2 separate regions of the Acanthopagrus latus genome follow, and region 2 is linked to region 1. A link is a contact called in public Hi-C data. All regions are on one chromosome and are shown on one strand. The core of a region is the stretch at or near the end of the contact, and the rest is flanking DNA. Distances in the headings are between cores, read along the strand shown. Region 1 holds the start of LOC119029015 (proproteinase E-like). Region 2 holds the start of ndnf (protein NDNF).

What was found. Hi-C and Micro-C count contacts between places; a contact is called where the count stands out from the background.
Region 2: a contact with region 1 is called in a Hi-C map of muscle, with 2.6 times the contacts expected there. The contact joins the promoter of ndnf here to the promoter of LOC119029015 in region 1. A contact is called at or near these places in 2 of 4 Hi-C or Micro-C datasets (both in muscle).

Annotation. Positions count from the first base shown.
Region 1 is chr11:6,622,552-6,630,046 of fAcaLat1.1, forward strand. LOC119029015 (proproteinase E-like) reads right to left here and starts at 4,428. Exons shown (of 8, transcript XM_037115516.1): 1 at 4,299-4,428; 2 at 4,128-4,219; 3 at 3,946-4,043; 4 at 3,739-3,867; 5 at 3,476-3,612; 6 at 2,555-2,697; 7 at 2,298-2,450; 8 at 2,015-2,186. The coding sequence starts at 4,341. The coding sequence ends at 2,169.
Region 2 is chr11:6,752,405-6,759,899 of fAcaLat1.1, forward strand. ndnf (protein NDNF) reads right to left here and starts at 4,662. Exons shown (of 4, transcript XM_037116058.1): 1 at 3,935-4,662.

The DNA of each region.
Region 1 (7,495 bases), core at 3,178-5,677:
TAAAGCTGCTCTTCTCTCATCTGGACGAAACAATCTTCCTTTCATTAAGTTAAAGTTTCATTAAGTTTAAGTTGTTAAGTCTTAAGCTGCTGTTGCTCTTTGTCCTCCTCCTCCTCCTCCTCCGTCCACTGGATGGAGCTGCTGTGATGCTGTCAGCACCGAGCAGGTTCTCTCCAGCACCAGCAGGTGGGGACAGACGAATGTCAAAAGGTTTGTGTTCGTGTGTGACGACCAGAAGCAGAACCGAGCCCAGAAATTCAAACTCTGAATTCTAATATTTACAGTATTAAGGAGGTAATAACACAAACTCAGAGACATTTATTGTTTCCACAACTGAATAATCAAGCTGTTCTCAGAGGAAAATAAGGTCCCAGAACACTGTTTTAGGCGGGAAAGGTGGCAGGGTCCGCCACATGTAAACAGAGTAAAACAGGCTGACAGTGTGTCATCCTTTAAAAGAGAGTTTGTTTATTCAGTTAAGATCTTTCTCTTCTGATTAAAATCCCATCTCAGAGCTCCTTCAGGTGACACACGAGGAACGGAAGCTTGTTTGTGTGAACGTCGACGTCTCGGAGCTGCCGCACCGTTAACGAAGCGAGTCTGAATCCAAGTGTCAAACGAAGTTAAGGTAATAAATCAACCATTAATGAGTTTGTATGAGGGAGACGGGTGATTAAGCTGCACCTCTGCTGTGTGTGTGTGTGTGTGTGTGTGTGTGTGTGTGTGTGTGTGTGTGTGTGTCACTGGACAACAACATTCTGCTGAAAACTGTTCAGGCACAGAAATAAAAAATGAAGAATAAGAAATTTACCTTCAGTGGAAATTAACTCAACACATCTGCAGCATCAGCAACTCATATATATCTAACAAAGTGACTCCATTTACTGCTCGTGTATATTAATGTTCAACCGTGATGACTTTTTAATCTACTACATTCATTTGTTAACAGTATTTAAGTTACTGATTCAGCGTCTTTGTACAAAATATGATCAACAAATGCATCAGGGCTTATTGGTACGAGACACTGATGCATTAATCAAATGAACGCACTACTAACTTGAAGCCATGAAGCCAAAAGGTTTTTACTTTTTGTTCTTTAAATATGATGGATGCTAATAATTCTGTGCTTTTACTTGTTGTGTATGGAGGGCTGAAACTACCACAATCATAAACAAACAAACAGATAATTTAATGGCTCAATAAAGAAGCTAACATGCTCTTAAATGCACCAAGAATAATTTTCAAAATACTAATTTATAAAATGTGACATGAATTTATATTTCTGCCTTTGTATTTATTTGCCTTTGTGTTCCACATTTTTACATTCTCATGAATTATTTTATAATGTTTGAATGTATTTATTTGTGACTCTGTCAGTTTCAGTGGTCCACAGAGGTTTTCCCACAGGAGTATTTCTACACTGTGGTTCTGCTTCTGTTGCGTTGGTCGCTCTAAATGTAAAAGCTTTCCAACACGACGGACTCAAACAGGGTTGCTAGCTTGTTGTTTCATCTTTCTTTTTGTTTATCGTGCTTTCTTCATGCCAGAAAAAGCAAAGTGCACCGTCACAAACTGGATGTAAATTTGTCAAAGTGGCTCAAACGCCGGTGTTATCTGCTGCGGCAGAGCGCTGAGCTCGTGCATCACCGTAACCTATTGCTGCAGTTTATCTCGTGTGAAGTGCGGCTCTGCGGCTCGGCTCCCACCTGGTGTATCAGACAGCACTTTCAGCGGCGCTGACACTTGGCCGACCTTGGTGATGATTGATAGGAAATAATGATTCATAAGTCCTCCACACACACTGATGGGCAGCCATTCCTCATTCTTCTTATCACACAGCAGGGTGGGGGTGGTGGGGTGGTGGGGCTGAAATATGAAGTGCTGCTGTGCATTTTTACAGAGCCGCTGAGTCTTTGCACTTCATACATTCCTCTTTCTCTCATCTTTCCTAAAGACATCAACATCCAACAGTTTAGAACTAGACACATGGACGAAAGACACACTCAGGCTTCAGTGTGGTTTAAATATTTTGGATCTTTTTATTGTCTGCGTTGTTCGGCGATGACAGACGCGTTGCTCTGAGTCTCGGGTGAAATGAACAGAGAAAATTCTGGGACTTGGGAGCTCATTATTTTTTAGGAGCTGCTCAGCCGGTGTCCAGCGGATCCTCAGTAGTGCAGCATGACCTGAGGAGAGAAGCATGACTTACTGACACGTGACACCTTTTATTCACCAGTGACATGAGAGTGTGGTTCCTTTCCCCGCTCGATCAAACAAGAGTCTGTGGGTGAACTCACGTCACTGAGCCAGTCGGTGAAGGCGGACGTGCGGGTGAAGACGGTGGGCTTCTTCACCTCGTTGCAGACGCGGCTGGAAACGAAGCTGGTGACACCCTGGATGTACCACCTACCATCCTGACCCAGGCAGTTCAGAGGGCCTCCAGAGTCTCCCTGAGAGAGAGAGAGAGAGAGAGACAGGAACAGTGTATGAAGCACCCGACCTTCCTTCATTTCTGACGGGAACAAGCTGTAAAACGTGTTGCCGCCTCACACACATTGCACCCGGACACGACGTCTCCTCCTGCGCAGACCATGGTGCTCTTCACGGTGCCGCCCCACCAGTCGCTCTGCGTGCACACACTGTGCTCCACCACAGGCAGCAAGGCCTGCTGCAGCTTGTCAGGCATAGGACCGTGAGCTAAACACAGAGAGGACACACACATGCACTAAGAGAGAGCAATGAAAAGACAAGCTCTTAATACAATACGACACAATCATCTGTATCTGCTCAGCTCACTAAATTCTCCACCTGCACAGTGTAGTGCCGAACCTAGTCTACGTTATCGTATGTGTTGTTTTTGACATTTTTGATCCTTGAATATCCAGACGGATAGATAGCTGTTAGCAACATTAAGTAGCCACATGCTAATGTTACTGTAAATCTGAACAGTTATCTACCCAGTGAGGGTTTTCTTTCATTACAGTGACAGAAACAAATTTCTCCTCATACAGTTCAGGACAACTATTCCCACACTGCAAGCCTCCCTGTCAAGCTAGCAACCCTAGACTAGGCTAATATTGTGCCTCCCATGCACTAGCATCAAGACACCATCAGTTTTCTCACAAATATAATTAATTGGTGACGTTTGAAACATCATTTAGAGATGGTTCTATCCATCTGAAAATGAAATTCTGTCTACTGATGACACAAACTGTTTCTGAATCAAAACAAAGAGCTAGCCGGCTAATGCTACCTGCAGGGAAAACAGAAACTTGTGTTTAACGTAGTGTATTTTTGGTGGGATTAGAGTTTCTGTGGCAGAAAGAGCAAATTGTTCAGTTGTTGAACTGATAGTCACATTTAAACTCTGAGCTCAAATCACTCATTCATCTTCTACACATATGAACCCTGAGATATGAGATCTGCAGCAGTCAGTGCAGACGCAGGAGGACAGATGAGGACAGGGTGACATTACTGTAGAGGTTTCCCCAGCCGGAGATGTAACAGGATGTCCCATGGGCGAGGATCTCTCCGGCCGCTGGGAGACAAGCCACGCCGACGCTGTCATTCATAATGGGGCTCTTATCCAGTTTCAGCAGGGCGAGATCGTTACTGTGAGAGAAATCAGTTGATTTGTTTAGATCAAACTGTGTGATTTATGCCTGGTAATGCCATTGTTCGCTCAAAAATTAGCAGAGAAATGAATGTTTTCCTGTTCCCAAGTCGAAATAAACTCACCCATCAGCCACAAAGTCAATGTCCCAGTTGGGGTGGACGATGATGCGCAGGACATCTCTGATCTGCTCTGTGCCCTCCTGCAGGGTCATGTCGTGTTCTCCCAGGACCACACGGTACACGTCTCCGGGCCTGGAAGACAAGAACGTTTTCCTTCAGGTCCCACTGGTTGAATCACACAGTGGCACAACATGTCGTATTCTTAGTCACCATATGCAGTGTCCGGCCGTCAGCACCCAGCGAGGCCCAATCAGAGTCCCTCCACAAGTGTGATGGTAACGGCTGCCGTGCTTCACCTGCAGGGAGATCTGAGAGGAAAAACACAATTATAGAAGCGAATAGTTATAAAATTCTTCTCACAGGTGAGTATAAGACAGTAAGGTTACAGTTACCTGCCATGGCCAGCTGTGGGCACGAGCATCCTCTCCATTCACCACCCTGTTGTTGGTGTTAGGCTGGACGGCAGGTACGCCACATCCAAAAACTACGAACACATAATAATGAATTTGATAACTTGAAATTCCTTAATCTCAGTGTCTCACATCTGTATTCTTACTACTCACCGTATGCTGCCTGAAGCAGCAGGAGGACCAGTGTCCGCATCATGTTCAGACTGTAGAAACAAAGACACTCTCTCGGCTCACTTCAGGGCTCTTATACCTCCTCAGTCTGTCCGTCTGTCGGTCACAGAGTATATCCAACATGTGTAACTTTGTTATCAGCGTCCACTGCAGATTGTCGCTGGGAAGAACTTCCTGTCCCACAGATGCATCAGCTGGTCTGCCAGGACACACAACTGTCCACGAGTGGAAAATAACGTGAGACTGATCAAACTTCAGTGAGACAAACTTAGTTTCTGCAAGACTGCCAGCGGACATGTGCTGACATACATGTGATGTGTCTGTACGGGAACGTTCCCAGGACCCCTGAGCAGAACAGAATCAAATACAGTGAAATTACTTAAAGGGGCAGTGCGTAGTTTTGGAGAAGGAATTCAAGAATTTTAATATTTACAATATTTATTAATTCGCTGAATAAACAAGCTGTTCTCAGAGGAAAAAAAAAGGTCCCAGAACACTATCTGAAGTGGTGAAGACGTGGCAGGGTCCGCCACATATAAGCAAAGTATGAAATTGTTATATTATTATTTTTATTATTTGTAAGAAATTTTGATTTGAGACTCATTCCAAATTTGTCAAGAACTGACGCTTCATGCAGCTGCCGACCAGTTTTACACCGCAAAGTGTCAGTTTTTCAACTTTTCTTGCAAACAGCACATTTAAGGTCAGTTTGTTTATTTATGAGCCAATGAATATTTTCTGAAATCTCCTCTCTCTTCACCAAAACCCCACAGTGCACCTTTGAATCTTAGATTAAGATTCAGGAAGTTAGATGTTTCAAACTAAAGATGCAAACCAGGCGCTGACCAGAGATGTGGACTCTCGTCACTGTGACCTCAACTAACGTTGACTTGAGTCACCGTTTGATGACTTGACAGGAAATACACAACTTTGACTTGATACCAAAATATTTAAATGACTTGTCTATGTTCGTTTTATGGCTGGCATTTTCCCAGTTTGGTGCCAAATCAATTTTCAGTAAAAACAAACAACGCAGCTGACTGTGAAGAAATCCTCCATCTTGAGCAGTCGGAACAAACTGTTCCCCGAAGTGAAAGTGTGCGGTTTGTGAAAACGAGAGTAGCTGACGCAGCAACTCGGAGCGAGCGAAGAAGGAAAAAAAGCGGGGAGGAAGGAGAGAGGACGGCGGGGAAACTGAGACGAGGGGTTTAGTGTCGTCAGCTGTCTCGCTGCGAGAAATAAATTCTCTTCCTGCGACCACAGAACTGGATAGCTTTGGGCTACCTTCAAGAGAAACAGTCCTGTAACAACTTTCTCTCCTTTAATAACATGTTGTACACTGGCGAAGGGGCCCAGCGCTCCCGCTGAATCTGGACCCGATTCTTCACGCCTCGCTCAGACAGTATCCTTTCCTCCGGAGGGAAACTTATATCGCCCTCTGGAGATGACAGTGCGCATCTATAAATTTTCCCCTTTTTAGTGAGCAAATCAAATCGATATTGCCTCAACAGCTAAAAGGCTTTGCTTGTTTTTCTCGCCGTGTTAAGATAATTCCCTACGCCAGACATTACATGAGGATTTATGAAGCCGACGTGGACTGTATGTTTGCATAACACAGCAGTGACAGCACTGTGAATAATCCAAATTAGAGCTGCAAAAGTTCCAGCTCACGACGAGTTGAGCCCTGATGCTGTTTACAGGAGGCCACTCAGCTGGGATCTGTCATTCATCACAAGTGAGAGAAACAATAAATCCTGTGACGTTAAAACAGGGTGAAAAATGAATCAATAGCAGGTTTAAATCATTTTAAATGTCAGTGGAGTGATGTTGTTTAAAATGCAAAAATACTGGATTTTACAGCACTGCAGCTTTATTACAGAAGCTTCAGTCACGAAGAGACGTTTGAGGTCGTCACGGAGGAGAGAGAACAGAGACACGATCAGTTTTTAACTTTTTGAAACAAACATTATATAACTCTAGGTAAAATCTAAATGAATATGATAGAAATATACTGATTACTTTCAAGACTTTATAGTCATGTGAGGCTGTACACAGGGAGAGCTAACCGCTATGCTCACAATGACAACACTGACATTGACTGTTTTTAGTATTTAACATGCTAACAAATGTTTGTATGCCAGCATTTGGTAATCCAACACGTTATCACGCCATATCTTATAAACCAAGATGTGCAAAGTGCACGTTCTCATTCTGCAGACTTTCAAAATAAAACTTGCTGTCAATCATTTAAGCTCACAGTCTTAGTTTGGTTAGTTTAAGGCAACTAAAGTACTTTAGATTTAGGTTTAGAAAAAGATCAAGGTACATGGTGTATGTTCATTAAAAACATGATGGACATGAAGTTTGCCAATTTAAAGAAGACCTCGTGCTTTTTCATGTTTTCCTTTTCTTCTGTGTTTTGTTTCATGTTCTTGTGTTTGTAAAACATCCACTGTGATTGGAGCTTTTCTTTCCCACAGAGAACCCTGTGTTTAAGACAGAAGGAGAATACAGTTGTTTTTTTCTTTTTTCACTATTAAAGCATGTAAAGATTTCTGGTAGTGACTCAAAATAAAATTAAGAACCTGAAAATGAGTGTAATATCTCCTTTCAGTGACAAACATCAGTTTACTTAAGTCAACGTTGACTTTCGCTCCATCCACCGACCTCTGAAACTCCTCCCTACTTTGTCATACTTGTTTGGTAACGGCGTCATCATATGTGTGTGTGCTTTTCACTTTCAAGTGGAGCAAAACTTGACAGGACACTGAGACCTGAGTCCTGTCATCAGATTCGTCATGTCTGTGTTGTGTACGTGTTTTCTGGTTTCTCCGTATTCCAGCGTTCCTTGTTCCCTGCTCTTTTCGTGTGGCCTGATTTTCCCTCCACACCTGTGCTGAGTTTGATGAATGAGCTCGGCCCTGTTACCTGAGTCCTTCCCCAGCCTGCTCGCCCTCATCATCACCTGCACTGCATCTCCCTCGTTAGCCTTCTTCCGTCCTTTCCAGCCCATCAGCTCCTCCTCCATGTTTCTAGAGTGTCTTGTTTTATTTTCCTCACCTGTGTTTCTCCGCCTCACTCCACCTGCACCTCATCTCCTCATTAGGTTTGCTTCTATTTAAGCCTGTGTTGGTGCATCTGTGTCTTCCTTTTGTTGGGGGGATTATTTGAGCTGGTGA
Region 2 (7,495 bases), core at 3,412-5,911, 130 kb after region 1:
GCTATCACTCATACAGTAAGGGTTTTATCACCGCCGCCGTATATATATATATATATATATATATTGCAGCGGGATGATGTCTGAATATAAGAGCGGCGGTGCTGGCTGGGGTCAGCGCGGTTGCACGGACCGGCGCGGAGTCAGCATGGTCACACGGGGGCTGCTGCTGGATCCGCCTTTTACATACGGGGGCCCCACGCCGCCATTTCTCATGCCACAGAGTTCCCCCACCAAAATAACACATCAAAAAAGCTCTGCATCTGGAACAAATAAACCCCGATGTTTAATTAGAATGGGGAAGAATGTATGATCGCAGTTTGAGGAAGGGATAATTTCAAGGCAAGGTCACCCGCAATCGTGTCAACTTTGTTTTTGCTGGTGCTTTTTATCAGCTTATTTTTACGTTCATAGTTTCTTTGTTTCACTTTTAGTGGATTCCGCTGAGCGAAGGAAGCTGTGGAATTGGGATTAAAGCCGCACTGAGTAGTTTTGCGGAAGACGTTTTTATCAGAAGAGACAGATCTTCATTGATTTTTTTCATGCCTAAAGAAACTAAACAAACAACCCGACCTTAGAAGACAACGCAGCCTCACACTGTTTTGCTCTGTTCATTTGGCGGACCCTGCCACCTCTCTGGCTTCAAACAGTGTTTTCCTCTGAGAACAGCTTGTTTATTCAGTTATGGAGAAAATACAGATTTCTGAGTTTGTATTATTGCCTCATTAATATTGTAGATATTAAAAATTCTGGAGTTTGAATTTCTTCTCCAAAACTACACATTGCCCCTTTAAAGGACAAACACAGCCCGCAGTGGTTTTATTTTCCCATGTACAGTATCGAGAAAATGACCCGGCACCCGGCTCTCCATTCCTGTGTGATCTGAGGAATGTCATCCCCCTCATTTGAATTACGGCCCTAACAGCTTCGACCCCGCTCTAATTGGGGGTCATTACAAGCAAATCGTGTGCGAAGCCAAAACAAAATGTTCACACTATGTTTTACATCTCCCCGAGGGACACGGCGCTCTCTCTGACATCCATCAACCAGCCAGATTATTTAACGATCGACTCGTGATTAAAGCAAAAAAGCAAATATATCGTGCAACAATCCAGGCACCTGTGTGTGTGTGTGTGTGTGTGTGTGTGTGTGTGTGTGTGTGTGTGTGTGTGTGTGTGTGTGTGCGAGCTCTCCAGCAGGATCACACTGATTATCAGTACACTGTTTTCCACACATGGAGGTGGAGCAGGACACACGCATGTATATATGTGTGTGTGCACCAAACTGCCTCTGACCTCCCCTCTCTCTCTTCTCTCCTCTCTCCTCTCTCTTCTCTCCTCTCTCCTCTCTCCTCCCTCCACTCCCTTCTCTACTCTCTCCTCTCTCCTCCCTCCACTCCCTTCTCTCCTCTCTCCTCTCTCTTCTCTCCTCTCTCCTCTCTCCTCCTCTCCCTTCTCTCCTCTCCCCTCACTTTGTTTAACCGCTCTCTCTCCCTCTCTCCCTCCTCCTCCTCCTCCCCTCCAGCTCCTTGTCAGGACGGATAAGCCTCCTGCCTGCTGCCACATGGAGCTCATTAACAGAACGGGAGGGGAATAAAAAGACAGTTTAATTTCAACACAAATAAAGAGACATTTCGGATTCCACCCAACAAGACGCCTGGCAGGCAGCGCTCGCTCGCTCGCTCGCCGCCGGGGGACCTGAAGCCTCTGTGTGTTTTCTTTAAGGGAGTCTGAAGGCAGATTTATGGCGGGCCCTCGGTAGCGAGCTCCATCACCGCTGTCACTTCAGGGCCAATGTGGGGGGATTGGAGTGTATATGAGGGGTGGGAGGTGGGGGGCACCGAGCCAAGGATGGAACCACACAGGACCTGGACCTGCGCTATAGGCAGGCCAAACTAAAGCAGGTCTGGTGTTTTTGGACAGCTAAACAGCTCATTAATGGATTGGTTGAGCCTGTGGCGAGGGCTCGGGTCCAATAACGGAGATTTGTATCTGCCGTGTGTGTGTGTGTGTGTGTGTGAACTATCATGCAGGAGCTGTCTCCTCGCCATCCACAACATCACTCACAGTTTGAGTTTCTGAACCCTCCACATCACCAGAACCACGAAAGCTGGCACAATAGCAGAGATGGGGAAGGAGAGCCCAGTTTCCTTTTCCCCTTCCCCCCCCCCACTCCTCACCCTCCCACCCCCCCTTCCCCACTCCCAGTTCCCCTCCCCTCGTTGCCTCTTTATAGTCCACATCTCTGGAGCGTGCATTTAGCTCGAGCTGCATCCTGGAATGTCTCTATAAGGAGGGTCAGGTCGGCCCATTCAGGATGGGAGTGAGCGAGTGAGGGTGGGAGTGAGTTGTGGTGGTGGTGGTGGCTCTGACTGATGCGCTGGCATTGTGGCTGCAAGGGTGATTAAAGATTAGAAGAGAAAATGCCTCCCCCATGGGAAAGTCATCCACCCACTGCCCATCATGCACCATGCAGGCCCGGTTCGTGGGGGGGGGGGGGCTGCATCGTGGGAAATGAGTCAATCATGCTCAGTTTAGTTTGAGCTCGGGGGAAGCAAGGGACACAGAAAAAGGAGCCTGTTCAGCAGCAAGTGTGAGCCTCCCTGCTTCTGTCTGTCCGTCTGAGGGGAGCATAATGGGGGGCTTTTGCAAAATGGATGTGCACCGCCTGGGTTGGGGGTGGGCGAGAAGAAGAGGGGCAGAAGAGGGGTGTGTGTGTGTGTGTGTGCTTGTGTGGATATGATGAATAATTTAACAAGGAAATAAAAACTTGTCCTTAATCTTCCACCAGTGACTCTGGATGTGTGACACCGGAGAGGAAGGACACACACACACACACACACACACACACACACACACACACATACACACACCGCAGCCTGTCACCGCGCTCTGGACGCGGGGCGGCTGCAGCAACACTGGCGGAATTCTTTCAGCCCGAGAGTTTTCATATGCAAATCACGGTTTAGTTACGGTATGCGACGCAGACCTTCCCATTTTAAAGACTCTCTCTCTCTCTCTCTTTTTTTTTTTTTTTCTTGTGTTCATGATTCATTCTCCTGAGAAAGTAAGAGAGAGAGAGAGAGAGAAGGGAGGCAGCCAGTCAGTCAGTGTGGCTTCAGCCGGCTGCTAAATACAGTTATTCTGAAATCCTCCACTCCGGGTATGTCTCTCATTAAAGGAAAGGGGGGGGAAAAAAAAAAAAACACGGCTCTGAGGGGGAAAAAACAACTCCCAACATGAGCTGAAGTGTCATTAATCCGCCCTGAATCATTTACTTTTAGACATCTGACGAGTGGAAAATCATTTAAACCTGAATTTCTTCGCTCCTCTCGCGTGCGTCCCGGGCTTCTCACAGGTGCGTAAAAGCAACAACCCAAACATTTCTCCGAACTGCGCAAAAAATGAAAATTGTGTGTGTGATGGAGACGACAGCGCGTTTTAACCCACAGGCTCATATTGATAAATCGCCTTTTCTTTTTTTTCTTTTTTTTCTTTTTTTTTAATTGGGTGCTGCTGCTGCGTCGCCCCCGGGGAGCATGGGAACCCTTCAGGAGGCACAAAAGCGGAGAGGATCTCTCCACAAAGTTCACCAGTTTGACGGCTCCATACGCGTGCACGTATGCAGTCCACAGAATAAGATGAGATGCAAAAGAACATGCGAGTTCGGTCTTGACTGAAATGCGTTTGAAAACTTTTGACTTCCCGGAGTTGTAAACCGCAAAAACCCCTCTCTTCCCCTCTCTTCCCCTCTCTGGCAGACGTTTCAAAGGCACCACTTTAACTCGATGGGAGTCCGGCTCCGAATTTATATGAAGCGTTTATGCACATTTAGAATAAAATAAAATAAAAATAACACGAGGAAAAGTTGGGGGAAGAAAAGGGAGCTTTGGATGAGACGCGCCGGGAGGAACGAGCATGCGGGGAGAGTCTCTTACCTTCAGGAATAACGCGACGCGGCGAAGTTTCTCTGGAGGATGATTCTCGCTCTCTGTCTCTCACAGCCACTCTGATATCACCAAGGTTTTCAAAACCAAAAAAAAAAAGAAAAAGGAAAAGGAAAAGAAAAAGAAAGAAAAGGTGCCTGACAACTAAAAGCGACTGGAAAAAAAAAAAAAAGAAAAATGAAAAGTTTGGTCCCGTGCAGTGTCCAGTAGTTCCCTCAGTGCTGGTGCCTATCAAGCGGATTAGGCAGACTGCTGCTCTGGTGCGTGTTTGCAGTTTTCTTGCGGATTTAACTGGTCTCTGGTGGGCAGGAGTGAGTGTGTGTGTGTGTGTGTGTGTGTGTGTGAGTGAGTGAGTGAGTGTGTGGGTATCCTGAGCTCTGGCAGTGCGTCCCTCCCCTGCCGCGCCGCTGCTATTGAAACCTCCACTGGATTGGAGGCAGAGCTGGTGCGAACTTTCTTCCCCCTGCGCTCTCCGTAGGAAGACGACTCCAAGACACAGAACCAGCCCACTCCTTCAGCACGCCACAAGGAGAGAGGGAGAAGGAGAAGAAAAGAACAAAAAAAAAAGGAAAACTTAACTAAACAGGGACCAGACAGATCGACTCAAACACTTAAAAACTCCGAGCACCGAGTCCAGGAGAGCAGATCTGGAGGAAGAAATCTCCTGAATGTCTTTGTGTTCCGAGCTGATGTTAAAACTTTAAATCACAGCTGAGGAATCAGACAGTGAGATGTCAAAGCGCATAAATCTCGACACAGCGGGGTTTCCCCCCCCCCCCCCTTTTTTTTTTTTTTTTTTTTTTTTTTTTTTTAAATTTCCTAGCTGTTTACTCTGATGCTCCCTGGAAATTATTACTTTGGGCAGCAGCGCCTGGTGGAAGTCACGCAACCCTCGGGGCTAAAATGTGTAGGCAAGTTTTATCACGGGCCCTGGTGCCTGGGTGTGCGCACAAACCATCATAATACAGCACATCTGCAGGGAGGCTTTGATGATTGGGGGGGTTGAATCTTTGTGGCACCATGAAGTGCAAAGTTGCTGATCTGTGGGAATTCCCAGTGAGACATCGGTGTTGTTGTCTGTTCCTGGAGGAAGCAAATATTTGTCCAAGATAAGAGTCAGTGACTGTCTCCGAGCTGAATTGCCCCCAGATTTATGGCTTGATGGGAGGCAGGGGGGGTCCATGCAATCTAGATTTAGAGGATGCTGCCGTTTCCTTTCCAGGAGGACCGTGTTTCTTGTCATGACACCGAGCTGCAGGTCTTCACGCATGCACGGCTGCAGGTGGAGCTTCCTGCAGGAGCTGCAGACAAGACGACATGTTCGTTTTTACAAGAGAAACCAGGCGGCTCGTTTTCCAACATGACACTTTCACACTGACACCGAGGAGAAGTTGTTCAGACGTTTGGATGATTGTGACAGTGAGAAAACCAGCCGTGACGTGATGATTGCAGACAGCAGAGATGAATATTGATCACCTGAGCTCACAAGATGTTGATTTTAATGTACGAGCCTGAGACTTCATTCATTGTCACAAACATCAGAGTGGTTTGGAAGCAGACTGCTGAGTGAGGAGGTGCACAAAGTGTTGATGCAACAGCGTCATCTAGCGGACACACAGTCTGTGACGTTCACTGAGAGATTATTTTTCAGCACGCAGGTTTTATTTTGAAAAGGAAAAAAGGTCACTTAAAAGGGACATTGTGTAGGTTTGCAGAAGAAAAAAAATCAAACTCTGAATTTTTATATTTGCAATATGAATGAGGTGATAATCAGAACACAGAAATATTTATCTTTTCTGTTGGTGAATAAAGGAGCTGTTCTCAGAGGAAATTAAGGTCCCAGAACAGAGAGGTGGCAGGGTCCGCCACATGTAAACAAAGTAAAACAGTATGAAATTGTGTTGCCCTTTAAAGAGGGTTCAAGTAATAATACTAAAACTAAAGAATTTTAGTTGAAAACTTGCAAAAGTTAACTGATATAATCAGCATCTGAATAAATATTGTTTTTGTTTGTTTGTTTGTTTGTTTAAAATTATGATGTCTATGTATTGTACCACAGAGATAGCTACTGAAGTTAGCATGCTAACCAGCTAGCCCCGCCCCGTCCCAGTCTAAAGCTCCTGTGCTAGCTGCGCGGCTAACCGAGCTAACTAGCTGAGGGCAGCTACCGTTAGCAGCAGTTAGCAGTTACTCTGCTGACATGTTGCTCTCTATTTGTTTGGAGCATGAAGTTGAGAGGTGGCACCTTTAAAGTCAGTGTGTTCATTCAGTCATGAAAACTAAGAGAGTTTGTTTAGTTTGTTTAGAGGTTAAAAAGAAATCAGTCAATGCAGATCTTTCTCTTCTGATTACATTTTTTCCTCAAACCTACACAGTGCACCTTTAATACTTAAACAGATTTGGAGTTAATGGGGTACATGTAACAGGATTAAGTAATCAGGATACAAAGAAGATAACAAGGTTACATCAAGAAAAGGTGTTATCAAATTACAGGTACATTCAGTAAGAAAGAGAGATTTCTAACAGGATTACAATTCAAAATAAAAGAATGATACATTAGTCAACAATTCACACACAACTTCACTCAACACGTGTGTGTTCTTACAGAAGACACACTCAGTGTCAAGATTTGATAAAAGTCACATGCATTTGTTTGGTGTTGAGGTATGAAAATCATATAGAGAAGTATATTTATTCAGTGATTAATGCAGAAAACATTCCAGTCATAGATAGCATCAACAACTGGGGTTATATTTCATGAAAATCTTAAAGATCTTCACTTTAAAGGTCTGTTTGGATAATCTACCTGTGAGTGTCAGGTGTGCAAAATGCTACAGATGACGTGAAATTTCTGCTAGTTTGTCCTCCTCTTGCATGATACTTTACATTACGATCGAGGTCTCAAGGATGTTTGGAAGCAGATTCACAGATCGCACATCTGTTTAACACAGAAGTGTTTACGTTTAAACTTTTCTTTCTATAACATAGAAGCCGTGACTACTGATGTATTTCCAGATGTAACCTACACACAGGTGCACGTGTGTGTGTGTGTGTGTGTGTGTGTGTGTGCGTGTTTGTCGGGGTTATTGATGTCCCGGTTCATGATTAGCGCTGCTGTGACTTTCACATCCTTGGGATTAAAATAGATGCCAAATTGAATCTGCTATTAGCCACACCACCAAGCTGTGAAAACGAATCCACTCTGGGGACATGTATACTCACAATAACCTGCACACACACACACCCACACACTCACACACACACACACACACACACACACACACACACACACACCGACCCTGCAGCTAAATGCCAGAATCTTGAAAATGTATCCACACCAGGGACAGTTTAGTACAGATGGAGGGAGGAGGTGGAAAACGCTCCCGTAACAATAATCCCTCTGCTCTATTTCAGCTCCACTGCAGAGACAAAATAAAAATCTCATTTTAACGCATTTACTGCAGAAAATTGACACAAAGGCCACATTGTTGACCTTTTTCCTTTCCGGGCCACACATGCTCTTTTTCTAGCGACGCCCTGTTTCACACGGCT